Linked DNA regions of Mus musculus: region 2 is linked to region 1. A link is a contact called in public promoter capture Hi-C data. All regions are on one chromosome and are shown on one strand. The core of a region is the stretch at or near the end of the contact, and the rest is flanking DNA. Distances in the headings are between cores, read along the strand shown. Region 1 overlaps Gm41980 (a long non-coding RNA gene). Region 2 overlaps Stx6 (syntaxin 6).

Region 1 (6,535 bases), core at 2,334-4,833:
TAACAAAGCAAACAAATCCTACATAAGGTTGAATTGTTGGAAGGAAGAGGTTGATGGAGGAAGATACAGGGAAGAGGCTAGGGAGAGTTGGGGATGGACAGACAGGTGGACATAAAGCGAGACAAATTCTAAAGAATCTTCACTTTTTTTTAAAGCAAGGTCCAGGAGGATTTTAGGAGAAAATACTCATTTCTGATTTTGCAGCTAAAATGTTGACTTTGCCACTGACCTGAGGTTTGATTATAGTGAAGACCCAGAACCAGGAGCAAGCTGAAGAGGACCCCATGAGACTAAAGGAAGAAGTGTATGGGGGAGACATAGATACCACATCAGCCATAGACTGGGTGGGCTCCCATGGCCAGTTAAATGCTGGCCTTTAGAAGGGCCTTTTAGACAGAGGTTATTACAAAAGCATAACGATTGAATATCAGTCTCTCCACTTAGTCGACCCTACTCAAAAGAATGTCTCTCCTATAGTGTCACTTCAGGCCAAGACGATGAGAAAGTTGGAAAGATTTTCCCAGCATCCCTCAAACTACATTACAGAGGCCACAGCTAAAAATCTCTTCATTCATTTACCTATTGAAAGTTCACCTTCATTCCCAAGTACCTAGTCCATAAAGGGACTTCCCTGCAAGGCATCTTGACCTCTGGTCAGTTTAATTGTCAACTTAACACAATCTAGGAACCTGGTAAGAGAGTTTGTGGGACTGTCTGCAGGGAACTGTGTTGATTGTTGTAAAATGTAGAAGACCCAGCCCACTGTGGGTGGAACCATTCCGTAGGTTTGAGTCCTGGACTGTATCTAAGTAGAGAAAATGAACAGCGTTGCAAGCATGCCTGAGTGTGGAGATGATGTGACTTGCTATCTTACTAAGCTCCTTATTGCCTTGACTTCCCTGCTATGCTGGACTGGAACCTAGAATTGTGAACTTGAAAGAAACCCTTTCACCCCTAAGTTGCTTTCTGTCAGAGCACTTTGTCCCCGCAACAGAAATAAAAGTAAGACAACCTCTTAGCTAGGAGCTGTGCGAACACCAAATGTCACAAGTGTGACAATAGCACTGAAGAGTCTCAGAGTTCACATCCATGTCCATCATCTGCCAGCTTCATGACCTTGCGCAATTGTCTAGGACCCTCTCCATCGTGCACTGAACAGGAGTTCAAACCAGCCATGCCTTGAGTTGCCCTGATCCTTGATCTAAACTTTGGTCCTCACCTTCTGTTATCCCTGCTACGTCAAATTATTTGAAGCTTGAACATCCATCCATCATCCTCAATGCCTCCGCTATTTATCTCAGTGTCCTAGTTCACTCAGAAAAGCCTAATTTTCTTCCTGTTCATGCTCTATTAACTGCTCTGACAACTTCAGGTGATGAAGAGCCACCATTTGGCCAAGGGAGACAGCGGGACCCTGTCGGCAATGCACCTGCAGGGGGCAGCATCGGGCAGTGTAAGGCATTGCCAGGGCTCCCTGTACCATCAAGGTTGGTCTGGAGAAGCAGAAGCCAACTGACAAAAGGCCCCGTTTTATCCCAAGTGAGTCTAACACAAGGTCTCCAGGAAGACTGGGTGTTGTTTTTGTTTTGTTTTTAGGGAATCCCTGGCCTAGCCAGCCCAGCTGGGTTCCCCCAGAGCCTCACAGTAGAATGCTGTTGGCTTTCATTACAGCAGCTGACACCTAAGAAGAGAAAATTATCCATCTCCAGTCTCTCACCACGTTCCCAACCATGAGGTAGTGAGGTAATGGGGGAGCCCTTGACAGGGGAAAGATGGCAGCTTAGCATTTCCCCACTCAGCCCAGTGAGACACGGCCCCTAACAGTAAGAAGTGATTAATTTTTTTTTAAAGGCAAAGATGTGAAACTGGAAATGAGGCATACATTTTCACATGCTGTCTTTAAGAGGACATGATAGTTCTGTATCCCAAAAAGTCCACCACACCTGGCCAGACAAGATGATATTCTATGATTTGTGCATCTATTCATATGGGAGAACAAAGACAGGAAACGGTTAAAATCATCAAGATGGGCTGCCAGTGTAGATCTGTTGGTAACTGCTTGCTGAGCATGTACCACCCAAGAGTTCTCTCCCCAGCATGTGGTCACGTCCATAAACCCTAGCACTCCAGTAGAGGCAGGAGGATTAGAAACTGTCATCCACAGGGAACTGGAGAGATGGCTCAGTAGTTAAGAGCACTGGCTGCTTTTCCAGAGGACCTGAGTTCACTTCCCAGCACCCACAGGGCAGCTCACAGTTCCAGGGGACCCAACACCCTCAGAAACATAAAAGCAGGCAAAACATGAAATAAAAATAAAATAAAATAAAAAGTCATCCTCAATTTCTCAGCTAGTCCATGCCAATCTGGAAAACATTAGACACGCCCGTCCCCTCCCCCCCACTCCCCCAAAAAAGAAAAGAAAATATCATCAATATTTTCCCAGAATTCCAGCACACAGGATGATGAAAAGGACAAGGGTGAGAAGAGCGGAAGTCCAAGGATGACAATGGCTACCAAGGTAGCATCAAGGGACCAGCACAGACTGTGAACACAGACTTCCCTAAGAGCTTCAGGCCTCTGCCTGAGAAACTTGTGTCGCTCACTCTCCTTTTGACTTTGACTGGGGGAGGGGAACAGCCATGTCACGGTGACATCATCACCTTCCAAGAACCACTGATTCAGCTGCTGAGGCCCCAGGCTGGACTCACTTCCTCCAGCCAGAAGGCAGGGGGGGGGGGCAGGACTGTGGGCCTGTTCTCGTCAGTCCCCACCCCCACACAGTGCAGATCAGCTTCTTGCCCACAACCACGCCATGTGGGGCTGCCTGCCTTGTTCAGCAACCCCACCAGCAACCCCAGCTGACCAACCAAGGGTCCTGGGGAGAGGCAGAAATCTTTCTTTCCTCCTTGTGAACCAGGAGCTGGCTCACAGGGACAAGGCTGGGATGCAAGAAACGGGAAAGGGCTAAGCCAGATGAAGCCGAGGCTAGGAGAATACGTGTAAGAGCAGGCTAAGGCTGAGACAAACTGAAACCTTCAATTGTGACCACTTCACAGCCACAAGTTGGTCCAAATTGGATGTCACCTAGGGGTCGGCAGATATGGACCACTGTCTTCGCTAAAGAGTGAAAATATCTCCACAGCTGAACTAGACGCTCGAGAACAGAGCAAAAGGAGACCATCTTGCCTTAGTGAGAACTTCCTCCTGGCCGCTGCTGCTCCAGCTGAGTCCTAAGTGCCCTCCCCAAGCCGCTTCTCTATTATGACAACTCAAGGTAGAACCCGTCCACCCTACATCAGCATCTGCCTTGCCTTTGTGTTAAACTGAATGTTCTCACACTATCATCTGCTCTGATGAATAAGAAAACAAGCCCCGTGGGTAGTCCCGTGGTTTTATAGCATGGTGAAGCTCCTCTAGTTCTCACACAATCTGCCACATCTTAACCTTTTATTATATTGATGTTCTAAGTGCTAACCTAACCCTGGGCAAACATCTCCATCCTACAAACCAGAACACCATGATCTGAGAGGTGAAGGGAGTTGTCCAGGGCACCCAGCTGGTGAGTGGTAGAGCCACGCTCGAAGCCAGCTCCAAGAAGTGAGGTCTTTCCACATGGGTGCTCTGACTCAAAGCTAGATCCTCCTCTGCCTCTGAGTCAGCAAGTGTAAAATTAGAATTTCACTCGGCAGTCATCAAGTCTTAAGGTGAGGGTAAGTGGGTTGGGGACTTGAAGGTTGTCCAGATTTGTGACCAAAACAGATGCCCAAGTCTCCTACACAGCGTCCTGGCTTCTGCTTGGAGGTACCAAATCCAGGAAGTCTCCTGGTTCAGCATGTGCTAGCTTCAGATCAGTAGACAGCTTGCTAGAACTGGAGATTAAATGTCCCTATATGGTCCATGAACTGTCTCTGCTCTTGGGAGCCATAAAGGACTGGTGTCACCCCAAATGCCCTTTCTCCAGACTGCATTCTCAGGTCTCTCTATTTACTCCTCTGTGGATTTTTCTCACCGCTGTGTCTCTGTGTGAGGTCTGTTTTTGTCTGTTCAACCTCCAAGTGCGGCTCCAATGAGCTGTGATGAACTGAAGCAGCAGCACCACCTTCAGAAGCCAGCCAACCAGCTCACAGGAGAACCGGACCAGATCACACTCAGTATGCCGTGGGATTGTTTGACCTTATCGTGAATGAAAGCCCTTAAATGCCCGTCTCACATGCTGTCCCGGAGCCACATCCTCGCCTGCGGCTTGTCCAGCTGGGTTTGGGACACACATGACTTGTTCCCAGCGTGCAGACAATGCCTAACAAATGTTCCTGGCTGGCTAGCTGCTCCCTGTCACCAGACTCCTTGAGCTCAGCCCTATCTTCCCTCAGGACCCAGCTCTGGATCTCCACTTGGAAATGCTGCCAAGGGCTCCCCCTGGCCCAATAAGCTCATGACAGAGTCCTGACTCCTCACACCCAGCCTCCTTATGTATTTCCAGAGACCACTTGGAAAGTTTAGTCTGAGGCAAGCTACAGGAAAGCAAAGCCCTTTTCTCTGCTGAAGCACAATTTGCTTGTGTTTCCAAAGTGTTAGGCTGCTATGGAAAGACATGGAGGGAGTCACAGAGACCCATATGTGAAGTGGAGCATAGCCTCTCAACTTCCTACTTCCTGTGAAGGGCTGTTACTACCCCCTTGACATTCCACCCTGAGGCTCTGGGTAGCAGGTAGGGCCCATGGCACCTTCCTCCTCGTGTCTTCTGAGCCTCCTGCCAGGTTTTCCAGTCTTCTATCCTCGGGGCCTAAGCTCCTTTCTTCCTGAATTAACTCTTCTCAGTGCTGAGACTGAACGCTTTGCTTTATGCTCTCTCAAGTGCCCAAGCTGCACTTCTAGATAGAGACAAAGGATCTCCTTGAAAAATGGGAAGCCTTCTCTCTCTCTCTCTCTCTCTCTCTCTCTCTCTCTCTCTCTCTCTCTCTCTCTCTCAGCACCCAGGCTCTGAGAATATTAAGCATTCACTAGCTAGGGAGCGGGCAGGGTGGGAGGGGGGAATCAAGTTTGAAATGCAAAGCTGAGCAAGACGTCTTTGTTCTAGACTGTCTGGGGCTCTCCTGAAACCACAGCCAGCCCATTGAGTCAGTGAAGGAGGGGTAACTTGATTCCTGAGAGTGAAAACGGATTGTTTTCCTATCTCGGAAGTAATTTCACTTCTTTCGCATCGTTTCCCAAGGCAGAATCTCCAAGGGCTGGATGCTTTTGCCTCCTGCTCATCCATTCTTCCTTCTCACCCTTAGCCCCTCCACACAGCTGCATTCTTTTCTCTTCCAGACCTCTGCTTGTCTGCTCAGGAATGCGCTTCTAAGTTAGCTGTTGGGACTCGGGCTTTATTCGTTTGTCATCCCATCTTGTGGCACCAAGGTCACACTGCTGAAGTGTGCAGGCATCCCTGTGCTTTCTATCCGGGCATTCATTAGCATATGTGAATGCCAATGGATTTACAGTTCTTTTCGCTCTAGCTTCTTTGCTCTTCATCCTCTTACTATGGGTTCAGAAGTGGAGTGTTCCTTTGTGACAAGAGTCTAGCCCAGTCTAGCCCAGGCTGGCCACTTAAGAGAGATCAAGGATGATGCCTCTACTGTGGGCCTAAGATTCAAAGTGGCACTTGCCAGATGAGAAGAAACAGAGAAGGAAAGCATTCCAGACCCAGAGGGAGGCCAGAGCAGGAGGCCAGAGCCAGGCTCTGAGTAGGATGTCCTCAGCAGCAGGGCTCTGTGGGTGAGGACAGAGAAGGGAAGGGGAGGGTGGGAAGCAGCAGCAGAACAGGAGCTGGCTCCCACTCTCCAGGTGGGGGGTGGCAGGAACTGGGAGTGTCTCAAAGCTCAGCCTGGCTGCCATTGAAAGGTGGAACTGGGTAAGAGTAGGGAGAAAAGAAACCTGCTGGCGGAGGGGGAGTGGCACTTTGATTCCAGCAGAGGCAGAGGCAGAGGCAGAGGCAGAGGCAGAGGCAGAGGCAGAGGCAGAGGCAGAGGCAGAGGCAGAGGCAGAGGCAGAGGCAGAGGCAGAGGCAGAGGCAGAGGCAGAGGCAGAGGCAGAGGCAGAGGCAGAGGCAGAGGCAGAGGCAGAGGCAGAGGCAGAGGCAGAGGCAGAGGCAGAGGCAGAGGCAGGTGGATCAAGAGTTTGAGACCAGCATGGTCTACAGAGTGAGTTTCAGAAGAGCCAAGGCTACACAAAGAAACCTTGTCTTGAGAAAAACAAAACAAACAAATAAAATCAGCAACATCAAAAATTAGAAAGAGAGAGAGAGAGAGGGAGGGAGGGAGGGAGGGAGAGAGAGAGAGAGAGAGAGAGAGAGAGAGAGAGAAAGAAAGAAAGAAAGAAAGAAAGAAAGAAAGAAAGAAAGAAAGAAAGAAAGAAAGAAAGAAAGAAAGAAAAAGAGAGAAGGAAAAAAAAAGAAACAACCCATCCACCTGCCCCTCCTGTGTGGATGAGCATCGGAGATGGCGGGTACTGGGGAAGAAGACAGAAGGCAATGGGAGGGTGGATATACACTCTG
Region 2 (6,793 bases), core at 2,368-4,867, 140 kb after region 1:
AATATACTTTGTTCATTTTGTTTCCCCTCCCTAACTTTTCTCAAATTCCCCTCTCCTTGCCCACCCCATTTCATATTCTTTCTTTTTCATTTTTTACCAAGTATACATTTAAAAAAAAAAAAAACTTTTTATTGCTCCTTTGTGAATTTCACATCTTGCATCCCAGTCCCACTTATCTCCTATCCCTTTGTATTTTCCCTCTGCCCTTGCAGCCTCCCCTGGAAAGAAAATTAGAAACAAACAAACAAACAAACACACCCCTTACCCAAACAAACATCCCATTGAGAAAGCTGCAATGTGTCACAGCGGGCCACCCTCTTGTCCACACTTCTTTACTTGCAAATGTTCACTGCAGTGACTCATTGGTCTGGTTCCAGGCCTCTGGCTTCTGCTACACTATTAATACTGGATCCTCACTGGGACTCCTTGGATATCCTGTTGTCGCCCTATGTCGTGGAGACCCTGCAGCTTTGGATATGCAGGACTGGCCCCTTGACAAGCTCTAGCAGTTCATAGATTGGTAGATGCTGGGGTGGGCCAACTCCAAGCCCCAGATCTGGGCCTGGGTGGTCGCTGAGCTGGTTAGTCTACCAATTCTCCTGTACCCACACTTCCACAAAGCTGCAACTGGCAAGGGGCAGGGCCAGCTCTCCCACTCTCAGATTTGGCCATCTGTAGCAGGACAAGATGTCACCATGGCCTCCGGTGGCAGGTGGCAGGGCAAGCTACATGTCAGGCTGTTTTTCTCCACCCTCAGTTCCATTTCTGTTTGTAGTGCTCAAAGCATTACACTTCTTTTTCTCTAATATCTCTCCTCCATATACTTGTACATCATAGTGGCTCCTGCTTTGGGCGGGCCTCTGGGTGTCTTCCCTCCTTCTCTCTTAAAAAACCAAAACCAAAAAAGCTGGGCTAGAGAGATGGCTCAGGTATTAAGAGCACTGGCTGCTCTTCTAAGGGTCCTGAGTTCAATTCCCAGCAACCACATGGTGACTCACAACCATCCATAATGAGATTTGGTGTCCTCTTCTGGCCTGCAGGCATACATGCAGGTGGAATGGTATATGCTTTATATATAATAAATAAATACATCTTTAACATACAAAAATCCAAACCAAAAAAGCAAGCACAAGCAAGTGCACACAAAACCATTTTATGTTGGTGCACTACTCCTGAGCATGTGGCCTGCCCTGGAATGTGGCTCATAATGCCTAGTGTCACTCTTTTAAATTAATTTTCATTGAGCCAGCATCGTTCAGTAGCCATTAGCTGTTTGTTTGGGGATGGGGCTTTGTGCCCACTTCTTCTTTCTCCATGCTGGGATTTTGTGTGGCTTGAACCTGTGCAAGCCTTGTCGGTGTTGTCGTAGGCCCTGTGAGTTGGTATGAGCATCACCCCTGTTGTGTCTAGAGAGCTCTTCCTTTGCATCATCCTCCGTCTCTGGCTCTTACAGTGTTCCCACGTTGTTTTGTGCACACATCCCTGTGCCTTGAGTGGAGGGGTGTGATTCACACATTCCAGTTAGAACTAAATGCTCAAAGTCTTTGGCTTTGCACATTGTCCAGTTGTGGGTCTCTGTGTTAATTACCATCTATTGCAAGAAGATACTTCTCCAGTGAGGGTTCATCAAATGTATTGATTTAGGCATATTAGCTACACTTCTAAAAGATTCCATTACCTCTCAGGTGTGTCATAGGCCAGGATTTACCACATGGCCTTTGGCAGACATTTAGACAAACCTTAGCTTCTAGCCAGCTTTTCTCAGCACTGCACCACCCTCTGATTCACCTGCTCCTGGCCGCTGGACCCCACAGCACCTCCTCCTCCTCTTCTTCTGGCACCACTGTGCTGTCAGGCGTCTGCTAAGGAGTCCTAATTGCTTACTGTCTTTTTATGGGACTCCAGGCTCCTTGAAAGGGGCTTGGTTATGTTTGAATTTTAATGTAGCCAGGTGGTTGCTCATACATCTAAGGCCAATCTGGGTCCACATAATGTAAACTTAGCTCTGGCCTGGGATGTATAGTAAAACTCTATCTCAAAATTAAACACATGAATGAAATTGATGCAGACATTTGAGGAATCTTTAACATGTTTCAAATTTATTTATTTGTTTGTGACAGTCTCCCTACACAGCCATGGCTGTCCTGGAATTCTCTATGTAGAGATCAGGCTGGCCTTGAACTCAGAGATCCACCTGCCTCTGCGTCCCTAGTGCAAGGATTAAAGGCGTGTGCCACCATTCCCGAAAGCATGGTTTGGGGGAAGGAATTGTTTTTACTTTGAGACAAGGTTTTGCTATTCATGTAGCTATGGCTGGCCTATGTAGCCCAGGTTGTCCTGAAACTAAAAATAAAAATCTTCCTGCCCTAGCTTTCTGGGTGCTGGGATTACAGATATGAACCACCTTGCCTGGTTCTTTTTATGAAAGAAACTCTTCCAAGCTGGAGATGGCTCTGCAGTTACAAGCACTTGCTGCTCTTCCAGAGGATGGAGACCCGAATTCATCTTTCAGCATCCTTATCAGGCACTCACAGCTGCCTGTAACCCTAACTCCAGGGGATCCATTGCCTTCATTCACATGTACAGACCCACATACAGACACCACACACTAACACATAATTAAAACGAATAAAGTGGAAACTCCTTTCTAATTGTTAAAATATAATCCTTAAAAGATGAGCAGCTGTCATCTGGTCATCTGGAACTTAAACTTTGAATTTAAGTTCTGATTTGTGTGTTTTTCTTGTTTGCTTGGGTTTGTTTTGTTGTTTTCATTGTTCTTACTTATCTCCCCCCTCTCATTCTTTTTTTTTTTTTTTTTTTTTGAGCTATAGTTGGGAAAAGCTATCGGCCAGCTTATCCCATCTGCCTTGAACCCTTCAAAGAAGCCAGCAAGTGGCTAAGGTGGCCTTTACCCCAAGGGCCTTTGGTACCCACTTAAACAAACCTTAGCCAGCCCGCCCTAACTCTGCTCTCCACTGCTCCCTCTCATCTTCCCCCAGCCATTCTCCTTAGGAGTAGCATCGATCTGTGAGACTCATCGGGAGATCTTGAATATACCTTGCTGGTGTTCCTCAAACCATCTACCAGGCACCATCCTGCATGCCCATATCAGAGCCTGATCCAGGTTCGAGGGCTGCTTGGCTTGGTCAGTAGTGGCTCCTGGTGTTCCTCCTGATTGGTTGTCCCTGCTCACACAGGCACTCCTAGGAGACAGCAGCAGCCAGAGCTGGAATGCTGGAGTGGCAGATCGCTATGGGCGCCTTGACCGGGAGCTGCAGCTAGCCAACTCCCACTTCATCGAGGAGCAGCAGGCACAGCAGCAGGTACCTGAGAACAGCTGGTCAAGCAAGGAGGTGGCAGGAGGGCGCCTCCCCTGACTCTCTGATAGCCACAAGCTTATTACCTAAAGACAAGCAGCTTAGACCCAGCTGCCGTATGCTGGGTTGTCAGGTGTGTAATGATTGTATACACCATTTAAAATCTTGAAAGCATGGTGTCCCAAAGAACCACTTGATCAGACTTCAGGAAAAGCAGAGCTGACATCTAAACCAACAAGGCCAAGGATTTGTGCAGGCTTTGGTTTTGTTGCTGTTGTTCTGAGATGGGTTCTTGAGCTGTGTAGCTGTGGTTGGTTGGCTGACCTCCAACTCCTGGAGATTAGCCTGCTTGTGCCTTCTGCATGCAGCCGTGCCCCAGCTAAAGCCAAGGATTTTTAAAAGGAAAACATTCCTTCTTCCCCAGTTTCTTATTTGTACATTTAGCCTTTTGTCCATTTTAACAAAGATACTTTCAGAAACACTCGAGTTCTTGTTTCATCCATTGAAAGTTGTTAATTTGCTGAGCGTGGTGGTGCACGCCTTTAATCCCAGCACTCGGGAGGCAGAGGCAGGCGGATTTCTGAGTTCGAGGCCAACCTGGTCTACAAAGTGAGTTCCAGGACAGCCAGGGCTACACAGAGAAACCCTGTCTTAAAAAACCAAAAAAAAAAAAAAATTTGTTAATTTGTTTCATTCTACATAAAAACAGTTGCTTTGATAAAGGTTGAGACATTGAAGGAAAGTGAACTGAATTATCTCCATGTTGTTGCATTCATTTATTTATGAGTTTATTGATGTGGTTTTATTGAGCCAGAGTCATGCTATGTAGTCCAGGCTGGCCTCGAACTCATAATCATTCTGCCCCAGCTTCCTGAGGGTTGAGATTGTAGGGCTGAGCCAACCACGCCAGCTGGTGGTGTTGCCTTTACCAACAGCTATGCTAGTAAAAGCAGGCTAACGATGACATTATAGATCAGGATGTGAGAATCAGCTGTCCGTTAAACTTTGGTTCATAAATACTGTGTTTTATGCTTATATGTAGGCGGTGTGTTCCTTTGTTCTTTTTATGTTATCATGTTGGCCTAACTAGTTGTTTGCTCTCAAGATGTTATAATGAAGCAAAGTTTGAGATAGAGAGTAAGGGAACCACAGCACAACTGAAAGTGTGTCTTTGTCAGCCAACAGTTGTCTTTGAGGTAACTTACTGTCCTGGAAGAAGAAAAGGACTCTATGCAGTCCTCCCACATCCAGAGATCTGCTAGGCTGTCTTTCACTGACACTGTGACCATCTGTTGTGGACGGAGACCTTGATCTTGGCGGTGGGCTTCCTCTTCCTAACCAGCCCCTGATGTGGTGGTCATATGCTTGTGTGCATTGGCCGTTTTCCGTTCCCTCGTTGGACCTCAGCCAAGCAGAGTAAATCTCTCTTGGTGGTTTCAAGCCCCGCTGACGGCTCACTGTTGGATCAGCAGGGGATAGCAGTAGCTTGACAGTCCAGGCTTTGGAGCAGTGTGTTCTCAGAGGCAGTGGTCTGCTGCTTTGATTTCTGGGCTTTGCTTTTGAATGTGAATTGTCCCAAGCTGGCAAAGAAACTAGCAGCTGCTGGAGTGCCGGGCTTGGAACCAGGTAAGATGGATTTTAATTGCTTATTTCCGTTCCTCTGGCACCAGTTGATTGTGGAACAGCAGGATGAGCAGTTGGAGCTGGTCTCTGGCAGCATCGGGGTGCTGAAGAACATGTCGCAGCGCATCGGAGGGGAGCTGGAGGAACAGGCCGTGTGAGTAGTGAGATGCCCTGAGCAGCAGTGACGCTGACTGAGACCCTGAAAGCCTAGCAGTGAAGTACGTGGCTGCTAAAGAGAGAAGCTGCATAATGTGTGGTTGCAGTTTGGACTTTGTTGCACGGAGTAGCTCCCCCAAAGAAGCAAATCCCAGATAAAATTCACAACTGTGGTTTAGGCAAAGCTGTTAGTTTTAAAACCCTTTAAACGACACACTAAGTTCTCTGAGCAGACTCTTGAGGCATAGTTAGGAATGGGAAGCAGATAGAGCCATGCCCTCTGGAGACAGTGCCCTGAAGAGGAGGATGGGCCTGAAGGTGGTGTTAGGACTCCCAGCTGTCATCCATCCCAGTACCCACTACATTAACATAAGTCCTGTCTTACAAAAGAACATTCAAATTTAATTGTAATTAGCAAAAACAATCTTCCCTCTCAAAACAAAGGAATAAAAAAAAGCAAAACATGGACTAGAGAGATGGCTCTGAGGTTAAGATCACTGGCTGCTCTTCCAGAGGTCCTGAGTTCAATGCCCAGCAACCACATGGTGGCTCAAAACCGCCTGCAGTGGAATCCAACACCCTCTTCTGGTGTGTCTGAAGACAGCCACAGTGTACTCATATACATAAAGTAAATAAGTAAATCTTAAAAAAAAAAAAGAGGCAAAACATAACTCTTCAAAATTGTTTTTGCTGAAGAACCTGTCTCTTACACTCAAGTATGAAATGCACAGACAGCTTTTTTTATACAGCTGCTGTATAATACACCATTCTACTTTTTCCCCGGGTGAGTGGGGGTGTACACCTGGATGTTTCTTAATGTTCACTGTTACATATGCTCATTATCAGTTCTTCCTGGGCACGTGTTCCGCACCAGGTTGTCAAGGCCCTGGGGATATAGGAGTGAGCAAGATAGACACTGCCTGCCATTCAGAATGCTTGCTGCTTCCCAGGCATAGCACATATTGTACACATGAAGGGAAGTAGTCCCACGGTGGCAGTGGGGAAAGAGCCACTGTCACTGCGATAGGCCAGTTCAGCCAGCTGGAGAGCCCTGGTCAGCTGAAACCTGGGGGCAAGAGAGCCAGTGACTCTGCAGAGATGTGTGTAGCAGTGTGTGTAGGAGGGAGGAAGCACCTGAGAGAGTCGGGGCAAGTGTACACACACACAACATGGTTTTCAGTGTCTGCCATGGGGAAGGGGGAGCAGAAGTCCTGAGAGGGAGTCAGAGCATAGCAGGTGTGGCCTGTCAGTATGATGAGGAGGCGGGACTTTCCTTTTCAGTATGGAGGAAAGGCAGGGAGGTAGTGTTTGGAGTGATGCCGTGAGCAGGTGCTGGGTTTTAGATGATTTAGCAGAGTGGATCCAGGTGGCTATGCCAGGTGAGGATCTAGAGTAACTGGAACCCAAACACTGGGTGAGTTTCTATTTAAAATGGAAGGAAGGGCTTCAGCTACTTTATTGGTGAGGCAGCTTGAAAAGAAAGGCAGCCTGAGATCCACCTAGTTAAAGATGCTGCAATGATGATGGTCTATCTCCATCCCCTCAAAGCTAGCACAGCAGCAACAGGAATGGTTTTGCAAAGATAAAAACCTCTGGAGAACATAAAACAGGAAACAGGAGTTATACCAGTTTAGCTTACAGAAAGCAGGCAGGTGATGGGCTCAGTAGGCCTAAGAAAGCTGACCCCTGAGCCA

Evidence for each region. Capture Hi-C pulls out chosen DNA fragments and counts their contacts.
Region 2: a contact with region 1 is called in a promoter capture Hi-C map of pancreatic islet. The contact joins two enhancer-like sites. A contact is called at or near these places in 1 of 15 datasets of contacts at CTCF or cohesin (CD8 T cells), 12 of 484 Hi-C or Micro-C datasets (the AtT-20 cell line, Th1 cells, Th2 cells and 8 more), 15 of 115 datasets of contacts at active chromatin or transcription factors (the 230-238 cell line, CD8 T cells, the HPC-7 cell line and 10 more) and 3 of 9 other capture datasets (adipose tissue, liver and pancreatic islet).

What each region holds. Positions count from the first base shown.
Region 1 is chr1:155,047,703-155,054,237 of GRCm38.p6, forward strand. All of the region lies in intron 2 of Gm41980 (a long non-coding RNA gene), which reads right to left. It overlaps Gm41979 (a long non-coding RNA gene), which reads right to left and starts at 165. Exons shown (of 3, transcript XR_878637.3): 1 at 1-165. Within about 2 kb of position 3,584, at least 166 of the 459 cell types and tissues checked have an H3K27ac peak or open chromatin away from gene starts, as enhancers often do. A contact at or near this core is called in pancreatic islet, where this site is marked.
Region 2 is chr1:155,188,229-155,195,021 of GRCm38.p6, forward strand. It overlaps Stx6 (syntaxin 6), which reads left to right. Exons shown (of 8, transcript NM_021433.3): 5 at 3,201-3,326; 6 at 4,991-5,097. Among named protein-coding and RNA genes, the nearest start is that of Stx6, 33 kb to the left of the region's middle. Within about 2 kb of position 3,618, at least 11 of the 459 cell types and tissues checked have an H3K27ac peak or open chromatin away from gene starts, as enhancers often do. A contact at or near this core is called in pancreatic islet, where this site is marked.